Regions from separate parts of the Mus musculus genome. Here all the other regions are linked to region 1. A link is a contact called in public promoter capture Hi-C data. All regions are on one chromosome and are shown on one strand. The core of a region is the stretch at or near the end of the contact, and the rest is flanking DNA. Distances in the headings are between cores, read along the strand shown.

Evidence for each region. Promoter capture Hi-C pulls out the DNA fragments that hold promoters and counts their contacts.
Region 2: a promoter capture Hi-C map of embryonic stem cells shows a contact between it and region 1, with 3 times the contacts expected there. The contact joins the promoter of Shisa2 here to the promoter of Sap18 in region 1. A contact is called at or near these places in 2 of 39 promoter capture datasets (embryonic stem cells and hippocampal neurons).
Region 3: a contact with region 1 is called in a promoter capture Hi-C map of second pharyngeal arch cranial neural crest. The contact joins the promoter of Mphosph8 here to the promoter of Sap18 in region 1. A contact is called at or near these places in 3 of 39 promoter capture datasets (cranial neural crest, pre-B cells and second pharyngeal arch cranial neural crest).

What each region holds. Positions count from the first base shown.
Region 1 is chr14:57,796,110-57,801,083 of GRCm38.p6, reverse strand. It overlaps Sap18 (Sin3-associated polypeptide 18), which reads right to left and starts at 2,895. Exons shown (of 4, transcript NM_009119.3): 1 at 2,730-2,895; 2 at 2,487-2,596. The coding sequence starts at 2,858. It overlaps Mir3077 (microRNA 3077), which reads right to left and starts at 2,660; the gene lies at 2,597-2,660.
Region 2 is chr14:59,622,931-59,627,904 of GRCm38.p6, reverse strand. It overlaps Shisa2 (shisa family member 2), which reads right to left and starts at 2,624. Exons shown (of 2, transcript NM_145463.5): 1 at 1,505-2,624. The coding sequence starts at 1,838.
Region 3 is chr14:56,665,429-56,670,402 of GRCm38.p6, reverse strand. Mphosph8 (M-phase phosphoprotein 8) reads right to left here and starts at 2,155. Exons shown (of 14, transcript NM_023773.2): 1 at 1,839-2,155. The coding sequence starts at 2,051. It also overlaps the pseudogene Gm4032.

The DNA of each region.
Region 1 (4,974 bases), core at 1,646-4,145:
ACATCATCTGGCTCAGCCATCTACTTATCTGCAAGTAACCAGTACAAATTATTCAACTACACAAAATAACTATTTTCTAAGATACACAATCTCCCATACATTACAGCATCTGAAAGTGGAGTGCATCCTAGAACCAGTGTGCTACAACAGCATCTTCCTAAGTATATGTAATTTCTTGTTCTCTCATAGAATCTTAATGATGGAGGCAAGGCAAGATGGCTGCTTAGCGGGCAAAAGTGCTTGCTGACAGGCTGACAACCTTAGTTTGATCCTTGGAACCCACGTGATGTAAAGAGAACTGCCTTCCAAACCTGTGCTCTGACCTCCACACATGTGCTACGACACTCCCATACGCCACACATACACAAAATAAATCTGCCAGTGGGACGGCTCAGCAGGTAGTCACTTACTACATAAGCTGGCTGTCCCAAGTTCAATCCCCAGAACTCTCAAGTAAATGTGGATAGAAAAATATTCCAAAAGATGTCCTCTGACATAAAAGCTGTAGCACTTACACAATGCACCTATAACACAAAAATAACCAAAAAAAAATTTTTTTTTAAAATAAAGGAATCCTAAAGCCAAGAACATGAAATGTTAAGACAAACTGCAGGCCCCTTTTACAACTTAAGCCATTATTAAATTAAAAATACTTATCTGAACTCAGAACTAAATACAGTCCCTTGTGCTAATACAGCACAATCCAGGGCAAGGTAACTGAAAATGTAAACATGGCAGCAACAGTCAGTTTAGTTCATCTTTACACTGCTTTTGCCAACAAAGAGGTAAGTGAAAGGCAAAGTTGAAATAGCATTCTGTGCACTGGAACAAACGGCAGAACCCTAGAGAGACACTTCAGAATGACAACCCTGATGGAACGGTACCAAGGAGAGAGCTAAAGAACGCCCTGCAGTGTTACTGTGAACGTTACAAATCTCCACATCGCCGTACTCAATGCATGGAGGGAAAATACCCAGAAGGACCACACTGTCCCCCGTTTTCTGCGCCAGGTATTTATTTCTCCATGTTCCTGTAACAGAACTCAGTCTTTCAGACGGAGGGACACTGTCACTCTTGCAGAAGAACTGAGTTCAACTCCCGCACCAACAGAGCAGCTCACAGCCATTTCTAACTCCAGTCCCAGAGATCTGATACCCACTTGTGACCTCAGTAGGCACCAGGCATTTATGCGGGGCACACACATACATGAAGGTAAACACACATATACATAAAAAACAAATTACAATTTGGAAGATATAATATCGAAACTGACACAAACTATACATACACCAGTGTGCATAGTTCAAGTAAAATCTTATTTTTTCATAACTGTATGTAGTTCACTGTGTAATAAAATAAGTTATAAAACTTCAGACAACTGTTACCTTCTTATGTATTTTTGCAACTAAATTTTACCTGGCCAGAATTCATACTCTATTCTGCAATTAACTCCGAAATTTTATATATCGTTCCTAGTGAACTTCAATGCTGGCATAAACTCTGATTTTCTTTTGAGGCAATTTTTAAAAATTAAACAAGCTTTTACAGTCTGAGTGCCCTAGCAGAAGAAGGGTAAGCTTTATAGCAGAAAGTCTCAAGAGCATATGCTGAAAGGTGTGTACAGTAAACACTACATTTTTAAAGTGAAAAACTTGATTATTCCAAGATTTTGATATCCATGTGGTTCTGGAACAATCTCTACAGATAACAGAGAGATAACCCTCTTTAGAAAGCTGGGCTCACGGAATAGAAAAGCAGCACTTAAGCAAAGTCCGGGCAAGCTGGAAAATTCATTTGTTGGGGGACACGGAATTTTAGTATGTGGAGAGTGGCTTAAATTCAGCCGCTACTCAGTAGTTTTCCCTTATAAATTCAATCACTAGCTCGTGTTTTGGATGGGGGTGGGGGGATGGGGGGTTGTTTGTCTGTTTTCCCGAGAAAGGGACTCTTTTGTGGTGTATCTTACCACCGCAACAAAAATGTATTAAAATTCGCCTTTGCTGCTTTTCCAAAGCTATTACAGTGTCAACCTGACACAATCCAAAGGACAAGCCTGTAACGGTCCTAGCTGCGTGGGTCCTGAGCAAGGCAGGTACTCGGAGATGAAACACTTGGGACAGCCGTCCTCACCGTGCAAACACCAAACGCTTTGACACCAAGGGCCGGGGCAGAAAGGGCTCGGTGTTGATGGTGCTTTTTAATATCTTGGTGCTGCGTGGCTCGAGGCTTCCCATTGCCTCCACTCTGCGAACACGGTTCACTCAACAGCCATCTCCCTCCCCGTCCTCTACCATCTTATCCTACCGCACCGTAAGCTACCTACGTATCCTTTTGTACCGGGCGGCCACACGGCGAGAGCGACGCCGGTCAGTTCACTCTGACCTAACGTTTCATCCCCACTCCCGAAAGGCGTCACACGGCGGGCGAGCCCGCCCTGGCTGTCCCCGAGGACGCAGCCCGCCAGGCCCGGGTCCCGCGCGGCTCACCAGGTGTAGATCTGCAGCTCGCTCGAAGGCACGTTCCCGCGGGAGAACTCGTCCATTCGGTGGTGGCGGCCGTTGTTGGTGGTGAAGACCCGCAGCAGGAGCGGGCAGGTCTGCGGAGAAGCAGGGAGTCAGCCTCGGGCGCGCCATTTGGCCTGCCCGCCCACCCGTCCGCAGGCCGCGCCCGCCCTCCCGCCAGCTCGCCGCTGCTGCCACCTCTGCCCCGCAGCCGCCCGCAACCCGCACCTTCTCGCGGTCGATCGGCTTCTCCGGCTCCTTCTTAATTTCCTCCTGGGTAACGCGCGACTCCACCGCCATCTTCCTCCTTCGGCCCGGGAGACGCTCGCCCTGACCTCCGACCCCTGCGGCGAGCATGAGCTAGTCGTCTCTCGCGAGGAAAGGCACGAGGTTTTATAGGAAACGAGTGGCAAGGCGGGGCATCGCATGGCGCAGGCGTATTTCCGTATGTGTGGGTGCACACGCACGCACGCGCGCGCGTACGTGTTGCCTTGGGGAGAGGGGTGGGGCACACGCATGCGCAGTGCTCTACAGGCGTCTTGATCGTTCTTAGTTGTTTTCTTACGTGCTCACTGCCCAGGTCAGCTTAACGTAATATTTTCATGCGTAGTGATGAAAATGTGTAGCGATCACGAAAAACTTAAGAAAATTCACATGACATGTAAAAATATGAACCAGGTAGTCATAGTGATGATAAACCGACTGAACTGGTTAATATGGACCCCCAGTGCAGAAAGGTACTGCAAGGCCAGCGAAATGATACCTTTTCTGTAGATGATGGGGTAAAGCTGTCTGTTTAGGGGCTATGAATGAAATAGGCTCTTTTTATGTCACGCAAAATTCAAGAGAGGCAAATCCAGCGGCATGGTGATGCATACCTTCACCTGGTCTTCAGAGTGTCAGGACAGTCAGGGCTATGTGGAGAGAGCCTGTTTCAAAACAAAAACTACAAAAGTATCAGTGAGAAAGACTGATTGAAAAAACCTTCATGCCGGCCAGTGGTGGCGCACTCCTTTAATCCCAGTACTTGGGAGGCAGAGGCAGGCTGACTTCTGCATTTGAGGCCAGCCTGGTCTACAGAGTGAGTTCCAGGACAGTCAGGGCTACACAGAGAAACCCTGTCTCAGAAAAAGAAAGAAAGAAAGAAAGAAAGAAAGAAAGAAAGAAAGAAAGAGAGAGAGAGAGAGAGAGAGAGAGAGAGAGAGAAAGAAGGAAAGATAGAAAGGAAGGAAGGAAGGAAGAAAGAAACCTTCACAATATGCTATAGATACTAAAACATAAACCCCATAGCTCCATTTTAAAGCAGTTGCTTTAAAAATGAAATCTAGACAGTAAGCATGTAAGGTTCGGAATGTCACTGCTAACCCAGAGAGTTCGTTAAAGATCTGGTGACTGCTTTTAATAGATTGCTTTACAAACAAATCGGATGTAGTATATCTGCAAAAATTAGACACTGCCAGTAGCAGCTGTTGGCCTTGGCACTTCTGAACTCCGGTGAGAAGGCAAGCTGGCACACACTTTGGATTCTTTAGGGTTCCTTGCTAGTCATCCTCTAGTCCTTACAACCCCTTCTTGCTGATAGACTCTAGAGAAAATCTTTGCTAGGAGTATATCCAGAGACATTATGAGAATGCTCTTCACTTGAGGTTCTTACAGAGGACCAGGCTACAATTCAAAACACCTGTAACTCCAGTTCCAGAGGCTCTGATGTCCTCTTCTGGCTTCCTTTGGGCACTGCATGCATGTGGTGCACAGACATGAAAACAGTCAAAACACCCATACACACAGCATAAAAATAAACAGATTTAAGAGGATGTAGAATGCTCATAACTTCAGACAGAAGCTGCTCCTGTAGCGAGGACAAGCCAGGCCTTACTAAATCCTCTATCTAGGACCTCCTTCCCTAAACTGCTGTGCTCCTAGTCGTTAACAGACCCAAGGCAGGGTGGGACAACACAACTTGCTAAATCTCTGCCTAAATTCCTGTCTTGTACCTTCACTATCTGCTAAATTCAGAGGTCCTCCGCCTTGTAGACACCTCTACTTCTACATCTTTATTATAAGCTGCTTTCCTTACTTCTGGGACGACTGCTGGATCCCCATCATACCGCTGCATCCTCTGCCAAGTGGCCAGATTACCAATCCATCACAGGACACCTCTCTGCCAAATCTGGAGTTTTCATTACTTAAAATATTAGCCATAAGGTGGATCTCTGTGGGTTTGAAGCCAGCCTGGTCTGCAGAGTGAGTTCCAGAATAGCCAGGACTATGAAGACCTGTCTCGAAGAAACACACACACACACACACACACACACACAGAGAGAGAGAGAGAGAGAGAGAGAGAGAGAGAGAGAGAGAGTCAGAGACACAGAGACAGAGAACAAAAGAAAGAAAACAGAAAAAAAAACCCACCAACAACAAAATCCACACCAATGAATTGATAAAAAGAAAAAAAAAGTAAAAAAAAGTTAGG
Region 2 (4,974 bases), core at 1,375-3,874, 1.8 Mb before region 1:
ATTACACCAGCACTGGAGGCCCCGTCCAAGCAGTGAGAGCCAAGCCCTTTCCTACACACAGTAAAAATATCTCATTCCCTAAATTAAGATACCAGCTCCCTCATGTTATAAATGGCAAACAAACAAACAAACAAACAAACAAAAACCCACAGAGAAGTTTTACCTCCAATATGATAGCAAAATCCAGCTGAAATCAGTCTCAGCCCACATAATGAGTTTGGGGGAGAAATAACTGTTCTCTTTCCAGGATTCTTAATTGGAAGTGTAAATAACTACACAGGGGTAAAGAATGCAGTGCTACCACAAGCCCCCGCAGGCTTAATTGGGCAATTCGTCCTTCATTGCAGAAGGGCTGTGAGAGAACCGGGAGACTTAAAGATTTAGGAGTGGAGTGAAGGGCAGCCATGGCCAGCATCCACAGTGTGAGAAGGCCGCTGCCTCCAGCCTTAGCCAACTCCATCCCGACTTTTAGAAGTTATTAACAAGCCCAATTGAACAGACACCTTATTGTAGCCATTTGGCTCTTTTCTCTAGGCTTTGTTCCCAGACCACACACTCCGCAAACTGAGCTGCAGTTCAGATGGTGCCTTCTCCAGAACGACCCTCAGTTCTCCTCCTTTCAGACTGAAGTCAGTGCAACAGCAGCAGGAAGAGCAAACTAAGAAAACGCTTAACTGCACTGCAAAGAGCTGCTGGGCTGGAGACTGCTCTATAAAGCAGAAACCACCTGTGCCAAAGCGCAGGCAGCTCCAAACCTATGTATGTGCCTGTAGCACTCATTCACACACACACACACACACACACACACACACACACACACACACACACACACGCACAGAGAGAGACTCAATTTGGCAGCCTCTCCTTAAGGAAATGCCATCTACTAAATTATTTGACAGGCTTACTTTCAAAATCTGGCTTTGTCTATTAAGAAATAGTCAAAAGTCTCAATGAGCAAAGTTGGGCTCCGTTCCAGTGGCACGTCTATCAAGTCAGCCTAAGGAGGCCAATCCAGATTCCCAGAGGCCTAGGTGGTCACAGGGAGCTGTGCACTGGCTCCTGCGGGAGAGAAGGGATCCCTGAGATGTGAAAAGGTGCGTCACCCACGGGAAGTCGTCTGCTGTCCCCCAGAACTGCCCTCCGTCTGAGGACCCTTGGAGGAGAACCCTGGACAAGCCTTCTCCAGAGGGGTGCACCCTTGTCATTTTCTTGACTATTCCCAAGATTAAGCCCAGTGGAAATGGGACGAAGGGAAAGGAAGGCACGGACCATGAACAGAAGCAACGTGTTTTTTCTCGAGGTTTTTTGCCCCACTTCATACAAAGTTAATGAGTAGGGGAAACAAAACAAAACAAAAACAAAAACAACCCCCAAACAAAAACAAAAAACTCAGGTTTCTGCTCCCCGGCCCTTTCCTAAAATCTCCAGGCTTCCTGGTCCTTCTTGCCCAGGCAAAGCAACCGCCCTCCCGCTCCCTCTTTGCACCTGGCTGCTGCTCGCCTACCTGCCGAGCTGTCTGGGCCTTCTCGGTCTGTCCGGCCAGGCTCCCCTACGCCCTGCTGGCGGTCGTTGTCGCAGCCGCCCTGGTCTAGGCGCGCCTCGGCGCTGGAGCAGCAGTAGCGCAGCGCGCAGCTGCCGCAGCAGATGGTGGCGTCGCCGCCGTCGAAGCGCTCGGGGCACTGGAAGCCGATGCGCCAGACGCCCTGCGCGTCCAGCCAGCCGTGGCAGTACTCGCCGCTGGCCCGCGCCCCCGCCGCCAGCAGCGCGGCCAGCAGCAGCTGCAGCAGCGACGCGCGGTGCCTGGAAGAGGTGGAAGGTGAGCAGCGTCCGCCCCACATGGCACTGCCCTGGGCACCGGTGATGTCTCTAGAGGTCACAGATCTCCCCCAAGAAGTTATGGTTCGGCGATCCCTGGGGCTTTCCGTGAGGAACACTCCCCTCTGAGGCGAAGCCCAGGCTGCAGAGCCAGGGTCTAAGTCATCCCTCCTTGCGAGTGACCACGTCCCTGCTAGGTTCGGCCTTCACAGGGGCATCACAGAAGAAACGTTTCTGAAAGCTTGGCTTGTGATCCGACCTTCTTTGGGCATCCTCGAGGGGACGCCTCGCTGCCGACCAGGAGCCAGGCCGCGGCTGGAGCGTTTCAGCATCAGAGTCCGGAGCTGGTGGCTGCTTTCCCCCTCTATTCACTTCCCCTGCGAGAAGCAGCGAAGGAGGCGGGCAGTGCGCGCAGTGCTCCCGGCGGCAAGTGCAGCAGCGGCCGGCTGCGCTCTGCCTCCGCCACTCTGTGCTCGGTCCTCATGGCTCCGGCCACCGCTCGGGACGCTGCGAGTGCCCGCACCTCCCCTGCAGTCCCGGAGCCCGCCCGGCTGGCGGCGGCCGCGCGGCTGCTGTTGGGCGCCGGGCCAGCGGGCTGCCCTCCCCGGCTCCTACTGCAGCCCGCGTCTGGTCTCCTTTCTCCCTGTCGCTGGTGCGCCCCCGGCAGTGCGCTCCGGTGGGAGCCGCCCACGGAAGTTTCAGTCCCTCGGGCTATGGGAGCAGAGGAGCGCGCGGACACCCCACGCTCGCCTGGCAAGGCTGCGAGCCAGCTCCGACTGCCCGGCTGCGCACCGCGCTCCTCACTTAAAGAGGGGCTGGAGGCTCCCCTGCGCGCATGCGTGCCGAGAGGGCTTTCCCTCCGCCAGGGGACACTCGTAGCCCTTCACTTTCCTTCACCAAAGGTGTGGCAGTGGCCAGGCAGCGGTGCGGGTGAACAGAACAGACAAGTGGGAAAACACGTTTTAAGTCAGCCACGCCTTGGAAGCCAGTTAAAACAAGGATAGCAGAAGTAAGTTTAGTGCGGATCTTCGACGTCCAACATTCCGAGTTACTCTGACAACTCTCCAAAGAATAATTCTTACTTTCCATGTTACAGAGGACTCAGTCATCACTCAGATAGACTTGTCTTGCTCAGCTTTCAACCTCCAGGCCCAGGACGAACACAAACCCTATCTGAGCTGTGGTGCCTGGCCTCCCGGTGCCATGGCACTGCACAGTAAAGAGGTCAGCAAGAAAGTCAATAGGGTCACTGACTAAATTAACTATATTATTTTATTAGTTTTCTTTTCCCCTCCCTAATTTGGTGTGGTGATTGTTGGCGTCCGGCAGAAAGGTGCCTCCGTGTGACACTTGACCTCCTTGGCTTAGACAGCTGCAGCCAGGAAGAAGGCAAGGGTTCAGACGCCAGACATTCTGAGAAGAAACGAATAGCTTCACTCTTGAAGCAGCTGAGCAGGTGCTGATGCTATTAAAGTAACGATGAGTATTTTTAAAGGACCTACTGCGTCTTTCTCAGCTGGAGTCATTCCATGTGAATGCTAAACCCAGCCCCTGAAGGAGGAACCATCACGTGTTTCCGGGCTGTTTCTTTGTGTATCTAATGGAGAACTGGCTGTAACAAGAATACAAGGCAATTTTGTCCATAGCAAAGACATTTTTGAGTTAAACCACTGTAGGGCTCTTAGTGCAACCCTTACCTAAAACATTGAGAATTAAGCCTTCCACTCATCCCAGAAAATATTCACAGAGAAAACTCTTCCTTCTGTGCCTGTGCCCAACAAAACACCTTATTCTTGTCATTTAAGGGACCCTTGCACGGAACCCCAGAGCGTGGCCTGGGAAGGAAATGCTTTACCACAGAGCTCCACTCCAGTCTTGAAAAGACATATTTTAAATGCGCCAAACATCAACCCCTATAAGCTAAGAAATGAACAAAACTCCAACATTGAAGAAGCATTCATTTCATAAGCACATTCCGAATCGAGTTCTGGGGATTCACCTTGGCTCCTCGAACCGTTTCCCTCAAGCAGGGTGGTCTCCAACCCACAAACTAACTAGGCCCAACCCTGATTAGCATCAGAGATCAGATGGGTGTGGTCACAAACTCAAGCAGACTAATGTTTCTGAATTAACAGAGCAGTTGGACTGGAACGGAATCAAGCAAGTAAAAATGATACAACGATCTATAAGCAGCGTTGTGCAGAGCCAATGCGTGTGTGAGCGGTGGGTATGTAGGTGTTTGTATGTGCATGTATGTCTACATATATGAGCATGCGTGTGGCGGCCAGAGGTTGACTGATGTCAGGCCTCTTTCTCAATTATTTTCCTTATTGAGACATGGTATCTCACTGAACCTGGAGTTTACCAAGTTAACTAGACTGGCAGGCTTATAAGTTTGCCTGTGTGTGCCCCCATCCCACCCCATGATAGGATACAGGCCAAAGCCACCACACTTAGCTTTTCTATAGGTGCTGGGGATTCGAACTCAGGTCCTCATGCTTGAATAACCCAGCCTTTACTGACTGATCCAGCTCTCTGACCCTTTACAGGGCCAGTTAAAACACACAGGGTGACATTAGGCTGAGAGGAAAGGAGAGAAAAATATCAAACACTAGTGTTTAGATTTAAGCCCTAAGAGGCCAAGGATTGATGGGTGGAATCATGTAATGGATGGTGACTATGGTTAGCTACCATTTTCTGAACACTTACTATATTCTTATTATATTCTAGGCAGCCATGTTCCTGTGGTGGCTGATATCCTGTACTGAGCATCTCTCAGCATATTTAATCTTCACAGCCACCCATAAGGAAGACATTACTTTGCTCATTTTATTGGTAGGGACAAATTTCCCAGCCCAGGTGGACAGAGGGTGTCAATTTTCCTGGAACCACTCACTTGTTGCCTGACCCCAAAGCCCATTTACCAATCCACTGGTCACCATTCCCAGTGTCAGTAGAAATTGATTTACCTGGTATTCTGGGGGTTAATACTTTTCTAAAATTTATTTTGTTTTTAATTATGTGTAGGCATGTTTGTCTGTGAGTGAGTATGTAACATGTGTGAATTTCAGAGGCCAGAAGAGGCCACAGGATCTACTGAAACTGAAATTACAGGCAGTTGTGAGCTGTTCCTTTGAATGCTGGGAAACTTACTTCAGT
Region 3 (4,974 bases), core at 906-3,405, 1.1 Mb after region 1:
TGTGGTTGTTTAACACAGCACAGTAAGATAATATAGCAGGTAATTCTCCTGTCTCACCCCCCAACAGGAACACCAGGTTCACAGACTGGCAGCCAACTTTACATGGACTCTGGGGATTTGAATTCTGGCCCTACCTCTCTAGCTCCATAATAATGACAGTGAATTTCAATTATTTAACTCTCCCTTGAAAATTTTCCAGTGTCAGTAACTGCAGGAAGGTCTCAGGCTCTAAGTCAGCCTGGACTTCTGAGACCCTACCTCAAAAAGCAGGGAGTGACCAAGTGGGGTATGCAGATGCAGAGGGAGCCTGGAGCCATTGTCTCTGTGGCTAAGAGTAATTTAGGATCCATTCCCAGTACCCATGTGGCAGCTCACAACTATTTGCAATTTCAGTTCCAGGAGAACAAATGCTCTCTTCTCGGCTCACAAATGTGGCACAGACAGACATAAGGCTGAACAACCATATACATAAAAATAACAATATAGGCTAGAATTTCGTCTTTAAAAAGAAAAAAAAAATCTCTACCATCAGGCCAGGCAGTGGTGGTCTTTAATCCCAGCATCCAGGAGGCAGATGCAGGCACATTTTTGAGTTTTAAGGCCAGCCTGGTCTAAACAGAGAAATCTTGTCTCAAAAACAAAACAAAACAAAACAGGAGTTCTCAGAGAAAAGCACCACTTTAAAGAAATGTCTACCATCAAGCCAACATGGCACAGGGTAAACAGCAGTCCATTAAAAAAAAAAGTTTGTCAATGGATTAAAAATTAAGATGAAAGTTGGCATATGGCAGATAACAAATGACAGAAAATACAACAGAAACAAAACCATCGTATAGGCACGATTCCTATCTACAGCCCTTATCTTCTCCTTTCTCCAAATTCCCATTTCGTTTACTCATTCAATAATCCCACAGCCGTGAGATAGATCTCTGTGGTAAAGCTCTTGCCTTGCATTCATGAAACCCTGGGTCCAGTACACGGTATCAGATAACGGCAACAACAAAATCAGCCTTTGCTGTTACTGGACTAAGTGTCCGTGATTCAAGCATTATTATAAACCACATCCCCTGATTAAAGGAGCCCACAATCTAGAGCAGAAAAGACAAATACAGAGATAAAAGACAATGACTTAAATAGAGGTAAGAGAGTAAGGACAGAACTGAGAAAGCACCTTTTTCTGCAGAGCTCGGGTAAGGGAAGAGAGGGGAGAAAAGGTATCACAAACAGATGGATCCCAAGCCTTGGAAATACAGACTAAGAATTTCTCCCGGGGACGACATTCGCAGCAAGGAGGATGTTAAGTGTTCAAGCACGATGTGCGAAGATTGTCCTTTCAAGCTTACTCTAAATCTCTTGAGTTACACTCATAAAACGCGCAGAAAAGGGACACTTTGGGTTGGGAAACCTTTACTGTCCCGGGCACTCGGTGTGAATGGGATTTCCTGAATTTAAGCCAAGGAGCATTTTCTACTTTTAGAAAACATTGGGACAACGGTGTAGAGAATCCTCCAGTCTTTCCTAACGGAAAGCCATGGCCCTAACCGTATACCCGAATGCTGAAGGCCACAGAAGTCTCCCACCAGCTGCCTTGCATCCTACGATTCTCAACATTCCATGTCACCGCTTCGTCTCTTCTGCCAAAACAACACTTAGAACTTCCCTAAGCATCCATCCTCCACCGACTGCGGCCAGGGTCCTCTCCAGGATGTCAGTCTGCGCCTACGGACCGCCACCGTCCTCCCAAGCTGTTCCAGGCTGTTCGGCGTCCCACTCGGATTCTCCCAACCCGCCGTCCCCGCCCCGGAGACTCCCTGTCCGGCCGCTCAGCCCCCACATACTCCCTCGCACTTCATGTCCAGGATCCTCTCCACCTCGAAAACGTCCTCCCCATCCTCCTCGCTGTCCCCAACGGCCACCGTTCCTTTGGTGGCTGCGTCCTTCTCTTCGTCCCCTGCTCCAACTCCTTCGGACTCGGGAGAACGGCCAATGCTGTCGGGAACTGACATAACTAGAGCGGCCGCACTCATGCCCTCCTCAGCCGCCGCCGCCATCACAGACGCAGTGCAAAACCAACGCGAAAAACCGCCGGCGACCCACAGCGGGACAGCACCGCGCGCCTGCCGCTCCGCCCTAATCCGCTCCAGCGGCGTGACTCGACCGTGAGGCAAGCCAGCCAATTGTGGGCGCCGAGCTCTGGATTGACACACAGAACGGCCAATCACGCAAAGGCGCGCTCCCCGGCTCCCTGGGGAGTTCACGGGAAGTGGATGGGCGGGTCGACGGACTCTGAGGAAGAACGCTGCCTCAGGGAAGAGCGGAAGGGCTCCCCTGGGGAGACTGCGAGGGGCGGTCCTAGCACCTCACCTCCCAAACTCCGGTGACGCCCGCTGCCTGAGGAGACCTGTTGTTTGGATTGTCGGAAGGAGACCATGAGGATTCTGGGAAAGGGACCCCCAGTGTTAGCGAGACCCGCCTGTGCGGAATGGCTGCCCAGGAATCCTTTCGTATGGTTTTGGCTGGCTTATATGGCGTCTGCGGTCGAATCAATTACATATAGCCTATAGGGATATTTCATTTTAGTGAGTAGCGTTTATAGATAGAGAATAGGGACCCGGAGGTGGTTCAGCAGATTACGGCCCTGGTCGCCAAATATGAGGACCTGAGTTTAATTTCCAAGGGCATACATAGCGAGAGAATTCCCCCAATATGTATTCTCTTCTGTCAGGAGAAAGGCCAATCTTTACAGCAAGACACTGTATCAAGTAATAATTTATGGGATTTACTTGTTGGGCTTTGAAAGTAGTTCAGTGATAGGGCGTTTGTCTGGCAGGTGATGGTTGGAGGCTTGGTCCTAGTAGCTGAGTAAAAGTTGGTTCTCTCCTTCAAAAGATAGAGCCCAGGTTGCCTGGCTTGGCCCCATTTGGGCTATACTTAATTAATTGGATCATTCACACCTGATAAACCAAGCCAAAACCACCTATGTGTTTGTTCCCAAGTTCCCTTGCTTCTTATTGAATTGAAAATATCAGAAGCAGGTGCGGGGTTGATGCAAGAGAAACGAGTAATATTGATGCTACAAAGGAGTCACTAGGAAGCGAGCCTGCGATATGATTGGAAGAGAATTACCAGGCTTATTACAAACTCTAGGAAAGACATTTTTGTGCCAACATTGAAGTTTTGGGTTGCTGAGAAAGTTTCTGTTAACGTTAGTGCACTAAGATTGACCTCCAATTAGACTCCATTTCCACAACAAAAGGAGACAACCCTAACTTACAACCAGCCATTAAGCCTATCCACCTTATTAAAAAAAAAAAAAAAAAAAAAGCCTCTAAGGGGCAGCTCAATGGCTGAGCCCCAAGTCACACCTATCATTAAGTCCTAGTTTGCCATTAAATCCCCTGTGCCCTTGTGAGGAAAAGCCTAACTCTGCTGGTAGGTAGGCAAGAGGACCCTGAATAACAACTATTTGAAAAGAACAACACTGGTGTATATGCTTAGAAATAATTCTGACTATCTTCGCTGTGTACCTCTTGTATCTGCCTGAGTGACTAGACTTTCAGTCTCCTGTCTGTATTAAAATTGTTCCAAGAGTAACCTGCATCTGGAACCTGAAAGAGATTTCAGAATAATAGCTTATGTGGCATGTATAAGCCGAAAATGAGTGTAAGTTAGTAAAAAATCTGTTCACAACTAGCTCCTCTTTGAGCAGTATCCAGAGCCAGATTTATGGTATTATTAAAGAGCTCTCTCCTTTATTAATCTAAGTGTGTGGAGTAAGTTTCACCAGAGAGACATACTAACTTTAAAACAGGTCACATTCCTATAACCCCAGCCTTCCAAAGGCTGAGGCAGGAGAGTGAAGTCTTCAAAGCCAGACTGGTTTAAAAAACACCTTTAGATAGATTAATACATAGATATCAGATATAGATGGAAGACAACATAGACATATCAGCATACATCAGAGAATGATATAACGAAGTTATTTGTGCAGATTATGAATAAGTAACAATTGTTCTATGTGCATACAATACTGCTAGGAAACGTCACTTAAGAAAATATTTTTCTGACATTACTTCCAGCCTCCCTCTAGCCTCTTGTGTCCCCAAATTGTGTACCTTATCTCAGCTGGTCTGCCAGAGACCCCCTCAGTACAAACTGAGGTACCCCATGCAGGCCCCATTTCCACTCCAAAAAGATGAAAGAAATACTGTGAACCAGCAAAAATTCAAACTGCAGGCACAAATGCCCATTGGTGGAAAAGAAGCTTTTTGAAGAAAGAAGGAGATATTTCACAGAACAGCATGGCAGATGATAAAAAAAAAAAACCCTGCAGTTCTCCTTAAAGAAGTTAGGGGTAAACAATATCTCTGGTATGAAGAGGTGAACATGTTTACAAACCATGGAACAGTGAATCATTTTAACAACCCTAAAGTTGAGGCATTTCTGGCACTTTTACCATTACAGGCCACGCTGAGACAGAGCGGCTGACAGAAATGCTTGCCAGCATCCTAAACCAGCTGGGTGCAGACGGTCTGACTAGTTTAAGGAGACCGGCTGAAGTTCTGCCCAAACAATCTGTGGATGGAAAAGCACCACTTGCTCCTGGAGGAGGAAGAGGAGGAGGAGGAGGAAGTTCCAGATCTGGTGGAGAATTTTGATGAGGCTTCCAAGAACGAGGCACACTGAATTGAAGCAACTTCAGGAGAGGGTGACTTGCAGAAGTTACTGTAGCTGTTATTTTCTATCATGACTGCCTCTTAAAATTCTTTTGTTTATGGATCTAATAAAGTCTATATCTCTAATATTTTTAAGTCCCAAGGCTCCTGGACACCGCAGCTCTTTTTCAGCGTTTTCTTATGCCTAATTCATTCTTTGCAGAAAATTAAGCTGAAAAACCCTGAGAATAGAATTTGTAAAGGTTAATAAAAAAAAAGAAGAAAAAAAGAAAATATTTTTCTTGCTTTGAATTTCAAG